Linked DNA regions of Capsicum annuum: region 1 is linked to region 2. A link is a contact called in public Hi-C data. All regions are on one chromosome and are shown on one strand. Each heading gives the region's core, a stretch centred on a gene start, on an enhancer-like site or on the middle of the called end of the contact. The rest is flanking DNA. Distances are from core to core; before and after follow the strand shown. Region 1 has its middle 57 kb from the start of LOC107849196. Region 2 has its middle 15 kb from the start of LOC107849112.

Region 1 (4,182 bases), core at 634-3,133, 200 kb before region 2:
CTCATATAATTCCTGACATAGATTGCATTGGACCTTAATAGTTTCTTCTACTCAAGTATAAAATTATCACATAATACTAATTTTTTACGAGATCTTACAAAGAGCCGGGGAGGAAGATTAATCTATTCAGATTGAACATTAATATTACCAACTCTGGGTGTATAATTAACATCATCATCATCTTCATTTAAATCAATTGTGTCTGCTTCATTCTCTTTTTTTATACCATAATTTTCTTAAATTTCTAAAAAATTCATATCATGAGCATCTACACATTTCATTCTCAATAGGTTCACTAATTGATACCAGAGGTCAGAGGCGAACCCAGGATTTGAAGTTTGTGGGTGCACCAGTATTGTCAATGACGCGCATAAGACTCGAAGCAAGACTCAAAATGTGTTGAGCGCTCACTTCACTTAATGTGTAACTTAGGTTCTAATTTCTAATACATACTTTTCCTTGTCAGTCAATGAGGCTTTCTTAAAAGACGGACTGTTTCACTTTATCAAAAAAAAAATTCATATATTTGTCATTCTTGCTTATATTATTAGTCTTAGACTAGACATATATTTATATTTTTTTTCTCTTTATGCTTTTTTTGGGTGAAATCTCACGCTTTATTTGTACTTTGTACTTAAACACAATAGACCATAAAACTTTTTTTATGCTTGTTGCTTTTGATAATACTGTGGTGCACAATATTATCTTAAGACATTAGAAAAACTTTCAATGTCGATTAAGAGATATTATCATATTCAATTGGTCGTCAAAGACATAAACAATATTGAAAAATAAATATATAGAACAAGTATGAGTTCTAAGCTAATAACTTTACTTTCTTATAATATGACGTTTATTTTTAAGATCTTTGGATAATCATTTGTAGTAGCTCAATGATCAAGGGGGATTCACTTCATGGGATGGTTGCAGGTTCAAATCCCCATCCCAACATTTTGATGTTATAAATTTAGTAATGAAAAAATTATTGTTATAAATTTAGTAATAGAAAAAATATTGTGATACCAGGGATCTCATGGACGGAAGCATTGGCTTTAACATCAAGGTGCACTAGCATTCAACTTAATGTAGTAATAAGCCTTTAATCTGAAGATTGAAAATAAAAGAGAAAATATTGCGCGATCCAGGGACCGATCCCTTGTCGCGTGGACGGATGTGATGTCTTCAGCCAGCACGACAAGGTGCGCTAGCATTCATTTTTGGGTGCACTATTAACTATATCTCAATTTCTAAAGGTATATACATGTGTATACGTATAATTTTTTTCGACGTTAACGGGTGCACGTGCACCCCCACTAATAGCTGTTGGTGCCTCTGCCGGAGGGACAAGAGTACATTGAGTATTTGAACTACCTCTATCGAAACTGGAATCAATATATTTTTTTACTATTACTATCACTTCCGAAACAGAAATTTCTAACACTTTTACCGACTTTTCTTAATTTAATCATATTGCAAATTAAACTAACAAATATTCAAAAAACACACAAAAACAATACAAGTAAATATTCAACAAACAATATACTAATCAAAAGTTAAAAGTAAGAGATGGAACAAAAATATTAAATTTTTGAAGTATTCGAAAGTTGAGAGACTTTTGAAACTCACACTCGATATTTGTAATTGTAAAATAATAAAATAAAATGAAGCACGTTATGAGATAATTGAGAAGGACTGAGAGAATGAGAGTGTAAGTTGTGGGGATAGTTTATGAATTGGGGCATTCATAAAAAAACTTTTGAAATTAATTTTTTTTTTAAAAATGCATTTTCTGCACAATTGGCCAACGGCTATATGGCCGTTTGGGGTGCCAACTGTCCAGTTAGCAATGGGCAGCTTTTTTAGAAAAAAATAAAAAAAAATTGAGTGGGACGGTTTGGTTCGGTGCACCAGTGAGCCTGGGCTGATTTCACAATTGGGTCAGTCCGCTGAGTTTCATTGACCAGACGGCCCCACCCGCCTACCCCCCCCCCCCCCCTAGTTTTCGATCAGACCAATTTCGGTCTCCTTATGGGCTAGTTTAACCAGGTAGACCTGGCACATTTGATAAGTCTACACAAACTAGCCTTGCTTTCAAATTCTTTAGTCTATAGTGTTCAAAATTAACTAAATAACTTATTTGTGAATTTTTTTCACTTATTTGTTTGGCCAAACTATTGAAATTAGCTTATTTGAAAAATATTTCTTTAGAATTGCTTTTTGAAAAAACACTTTTGGTTAGAATCATTTTGTGTTTGGGCAAGAAATTCATAAAGCACTTTTGGACAATAATTTATGTTTGATCAAATTTTAAAAAGTACTTCAAGCGTAACAATAATTTATGTTTGATCAAATTTTAAAAAGTACTTCAAGCGTATTTTTCTCAGCGTGTGTTTTAGGAAAAAGTTACTTTTTTACCTTATGAAAAACTGTTTTTCAACTTCTTAGAAGCACTTTTATCTTTTAAAAGTTTAGCTAAACATCTCATTTTAAAAACAAACTCTTTTGAAAAAAAAAATACACTTTTAGAGAAAAATAAGCTTAGTCAACCAAGCTAAAAGACTAATTAATTAATTGATAGAAGTGCAGTAACTTTCCCAAATGCCCTCCACCACCCCTGTCCATTAAGGGTTGACATTTTTTGGATCGTTTGGGGAAAACGAAGTGCAGCCATGGGACATTTAAAAACTTAATTCGAGATTCCAGATTCAAGATTCTAATGAAGCTTTTATTGTTCAACAAGTGATATTTGTTTTTTTGGCATAATATATAAAAAATACCCTTTAATTTGACCTCAAATCATATGACCTTCAACTTTAAGTGTGCACAGGCAGACAATTTAAATTTTTATATGGCATAATACACAAAGGACACCATGCCGGACAAGAATTGATCACGTAGGAAGTCACATAGGACAAATGTGTCTATTTGTTCAATTCTATATAAGTTTAAGTGTTTACTTGTGCAAATCTAAAGTTGGACGTCAAACATAAGATCTGAAGTCAAGTTAAAGAATATGTTTATGTATTGGGCTTTGTTTTTCCTTCATTAACTTTTGTTTTCTATGTTCATGATGTGCAACTTTAACCCCACTGGTTTCCACATTCTTTATCCATCTCATCATTTGAGCACATAATAAAATATATTGGCAGACCTCTTTATAACAAAAATTCACTATACTCATAATCTAATCAGTAATCAAATCTCCGGTACTAATCTTGTCTAGTTTGATGGCGTAAACGTCAGATTACCTTTAAAAGGTACAATTATGAAGATAACATCATCAATAGTGGGAATTATTGTAACACCTCATACCTTTTAAGTTATGATTTTAACAGTTCTACGCATGAAATTAGACCTAAACTCAATGAATTTAATTGTACCTAGGGGAAAGGTTATGTCTTAAGTGGGGGGTCCTATATAATAAGATGGCAAGCATTCATGCGGTTACGGATGTCATGGTATGAGTAGTTGAGACCTTGGGTCCAGCTAGCTATACTAGGGTAGCCGATATATACATTGCATTATGCATTACATTCATCATTTCATTACCGCCTGCTTAGTGATGACTGTATATTTTATGAAAAATACATGTTTAAGTGATACTTCCTTCAACTCATTTTATATGTCATAATTTGATCGGGCATGGAATTTAAGAAATAAGAAAAAACTTGATGATATTTATCAAATTATTATTTATTAAAAAATATATTATTATTGTCTTTAATTGAGTGGGCGATTATAAGTGGATTAATAAGGGGGGAAAATAGAATTGTGCCTTTAAATAATTATCAAATATAGAAAGATGACATTCTATTTTAAATGGATAAAAAAAAAATGGCGACACATACATACATCTGGCCTTGATGTTTATTTAGTTGTGCTCAAATTGATCATTACATCTATTCTGTTATTGTTGGGTTTTAGCTGCTAGTATGGATCTTATAGAGTCCTTTTTGGCCAGTTGAGGTTGATTTACAAGCTTAAGCAGTATAGAATCGAGCCTTTCCATCACTGCACATTAGGATTAGCCGACGATACTGCTGAGTACACATAAATTTTGTACTCATTCCTACCTTTTCTGCATATCTTTGTGCAGGTTCTAAGCCTAGTGTCTCTGACCGGTGATTGGCAGCATGTCTAGTCTTCGAGATTTGAGGTAGTTGCTTTTCTTATCCACGGTAC
Region 2 (3,992 bases), core at 638-3,137:
ATTTTGAAAGATAGGTCCTCGACAAACAGAACATAGAAATTTAAAAAAAAAGATAGAAAGGTTTGTAGCTGTTCGTTCGTTACAAAACTTCATGGCAAACAGATAATTGTATATAAAATATATACTTTTTTTCACAATTTGCATGTCCTTAGAAAAATAGAAACGAAAAAATTGTATATAGATGTTAAATTTCTTAACCAATTTTGCACGTGCACTTTACAAACTTCGATTCAGACAATGTACATTTATATTTTTAGAATAATATTTTTTATTTATATATCAAACTTAAAAAATCAAGAAAACTTAGATTCAGGCGATACATAATTACCTCCGTACTAAACACACTCTTAATAGCAGTTTTACTATTATTTAACTAGAAAACAATCATTGTTATATCTCCACAATGATCTTCCCTGTGGCAGGTCCATCAAGGCTCTTGGCCCACGCATCTTGAGCCTTACTTAGAGGATGCTTAGAGTCAAAGCAAGTCTTTAACTTCCCTTCTTTCACCAATCTAACTAGCAAGTTCAGTTCCTTATCTTCTTTAGGAATTAAAACCAATGGCAGCAACTGCTTTTTGGAGAAGGTCAGTTTCTTCAATACATAGGTGCACATTGAACTAGGCCCAGGAGTCAGATCAATGACCTTACCTGTGTCACTCAAATTAGGCTCAAATGTAGACCAAAATGTCTCTAGCACAGTGAACCACTACATCATACCTCTGTCCTGATGGACTCTTAAGCTTAGCTCCTTCTGGTGTTTTATAGTCAAGAACCTCATCTGCTCCTAAGTTCTTCACGAATTCAACGTTGCGAGCTCCACAGGTCCCTGTAACGTGAGCATTATCCAACTTTGCCAATTGAACAGCATAATGACCAACACCACCTGAGGCAGCGGTGACAAGAACGTTCATACGCGCGGTCCACTTCCATCTAGCTTGATTCCAGCAACATCCACAAGGGCCTTGTGTGCTGTAAGAGCAGCAATTGGGAGGCCTGCACCTTCAGCAGCCGATACTTCTTCTGGCCTTGGAACAGTCAAGTTCTCCTTTGCAACTACATACTCCGCTAATCCACCTCCTATCTGTTATTGAATGGACGGGAATAAGCAATACCACAAACAAAAGAAAAGAAGAAGAACACAGATTTTACGTGAAAACCCCTGACGGAAAAAGGGGAGGAAATTCACTATAATGGAGAGGAATATAAGGAGAAGACAAAAGTCTCAATGACGTATATTAAAACAAAAAACGACCCACTAGATCGCAATTATATGATACGTGCGTACAAATAAATCTTAAATTCAAAAACATACATGTCCATACCGCGATCTCTACGCTCCCACCACATATACCCCCCACCCCGCAAAAAAAAATCTCAAACATGGTCGCACCGCGATCTTTTCAGGGCCGGATCAACAAATTTCGGGTCACAAACTCTAACACTATCTATTATTAAGCACACGAAGATCGTAAAAACTATTATTATAAATTATGTTTTAAGCACCGATACCGTAAGGAATTTTTAACTACTAAGTTAAGCCGGCATTCAATAAAAAGTAACTATCCATATCAAGACTAAAATGATAACCTGAAAAATGGAGTGATAACATGCAATATACAGATAAATGGCACTTTCGGTGTAACAATTCTCTACACTTACCTCATCATATTAAACCAAAGAAAACAATCAAGAGCATATGTACTTTGGAATAATAGTAGCAGAGAGCAAATCAAAGAAGAGACAAGACACAATTCTTATTGTCACCTAAATGTAACTTTAGAGCCTACCCGCTGCAAGGAAAGTACATTGAAAATTAACAAGTCAAAACTGGTGGGAATTGGACTTACAAGTGGATTAAGGAGAGCCACAACTTTGTCACCAGCCTTAAATTTTACCACACTTGATCCAACGTCTACAACCTCTCTTGCTACATCAGTACCTACTCACAAAGATACAATATTAAAAGTGAATAAGTTTAAGAAGAAGACAATAAACGATGGAGCAAAAAATTAAAGGATTAACTGATGAGATAAATTATTGCACGTACAAGGTATAACGGGAAATTTGCGAGGAACAGAAGGACGAGCCACGCCTTTCTGAATTCTCAAGTCTAATGGATTTAAGCTTGTAGCCTCCAACCTTAGCAGGACTTCATCCTCGTTCGGAGTAGGCACTGAACTTCAATATGCTGCGATAAGCGTTTAAAAAAGAATGTTCTACTTTGACTTGGCATAAAGTTTAAGAGTATAAAGAAATTTTTGAATCTTGTGCTCTTAAATTAAAGTTGTATTAAATTTACCAAAATGTCCTTAATCTTATGGTCCTAAACATGACAGGTGGAAAATTGAAATTAAAGTATTGCCAAAAAAGAAAATGTCATTCTTTTTTAAATTGACTAAAAAGAAAAGTAGATTATTCGCTTTTAATCGGAGAAAGTATTAGATGTTGACTACCATAAAACATATCTATATGGCATAACACAGTAACTTTAATTTGATATTAAATTATAAACCTTTAACTTTATCGGTGCATAAATAGGTTCTTTAACTATATAAAAATTGAACAAAAAAATACTTCAATCCTACCTAGCAGAATGTGTGTATACACTCAAAATCATGCGCCGTCAGAGTTAGAATTAAAGTATTTTTTTATTCAGCTTTTGTATAGTTATAGAGTCTACTTGTACATGTTTTTTTTATTAGGTGGCAGCATTTGAGTGGATTACTGATCCATGTAGAAGCAATTGAGTTTCACGCAGATAAATTGCAGAATTGGAGTATTTTTTTGTTCAGTTTTTATACAATTAAAGATCTACTTATGCATTGGTAAAGTTAAAGGGCATAGTTATAATTTAGTGTCATTTTGTTTATGTATTATGCCGTATATATATATATATATATATATATATATATATACTAGGGAGACGAGGCCCGTGTTTGCATGGGCCCAACATCGATTATGTTTAGAGCATTTTAAAATTAAATATAAATATCCAAAAGTTAATACTAATTAGACGTTAAATTATAAGAATGCATGATAAAGTTGGGAGAAATTTTAAGTTGTTAACTATTGTATTTTATAATTTTTTTAATATAATTTTCAAATAATATACCTTACTCTCCTTGTCCAAATTTTTGGGACATTGATTGACAATTCTAGAATTTTGAGAGTCAACCAAATATTTTATATCTTTGAATTTTTTTAAGTTGTTCATTATTATGATTTATAGAATTTTTTATGTTTTTTTAAATAATATAACAAATTAAAATAAATACAAACAAATTAAAATGGAAGGAAAAGGATTAAATAAGATGTGCCAAAGCAAGCATTTTGTCCTTTAAACTTTTTTACTTGTTAATTATTGTGATTTATAGTATTTTTTAAGTATTTATTTTTGAAATATGTGACACATTAATTTTGTTTTAGACATTTTAAGTTGTTAACTACTATGATTATAATATTTCTCATGTAATTTTCAAAAAATTTATATTACTCTCCTTGTCCAAACTTTTGCAGCATTAATAACCAATTATATTTTTAAATAATTTAAGTTTTTAAGTGGTACAATGTTTAGATGACCATAATAATTAATTAGGATGATATAATAAAATCACGATTGAAGCAGCGAAATATACATATCTTAAGTGACAATTAATTAGAATTGATATAGCAAAATTACTATAAAAAATTATTGTAAAAAAAATAAGTGGGCATCATATAAGACGTCAAATTAATTTAAAACATCAAGAGTTAATTTATCATTTCATATCTATCTTATCTTTTTTATTAAATATTATTAATTTTTTAATACATAAATGACTTATAATAATTAATTAGGGATGATATTTAGTAAAATTACAGTTGAAGTAGCTGAAGCAAACATATCATAAATGTCTATTTTATTTTTTAATTAAATATTCTTAATTTTTAATATATAAATAACTTATAATAATTAATCAGGGGGATACAATAAAATCACGGTTGAAGCAA

The links. Hi-C and Micro-C count contacts between places; a contact is called where the count stands out from the background.
Region 1: a Hi-C map of placenta shows a contact between it and region 2, with 4 times the contacts expected there. The contact joins two enhancer-like sites. A contact is called at or near these places in 2 of 5 Hi-C or Micro-C datasets (leaf and placenta).

Annotation. Positions count from the first base shown.
Region 1 is chr1:241,773,207-241,777,388 of UCD10Xv1.1, reverse strand. No RefSeq gene overlaps it. Among protein-coding and RNA genes, the nearest start is that of LOC107849196, 57 kb to the right of the region's middle. Within about 2 kb of position 1,883, at least 3 of the 5 cell types and tissues checked have an H3K27ac peak or open chromatin away from gene starts, as enhancers often do.
Region 2 is chr1:241,578,341-241,582,332 of UCD10Xv1.1, reverse strand. It overlaps the pseudogene LOC107862420. Among protein-coding and RNA genes, the nearest start is that of LOC107849112, 15 kb to the right of the region's middle. Within about 2 kb of position 1,887, at least 4 of the 5 cell types and tissues checked have an H3K27ac peak or open chromatin away from gene starts, as enhancers often do.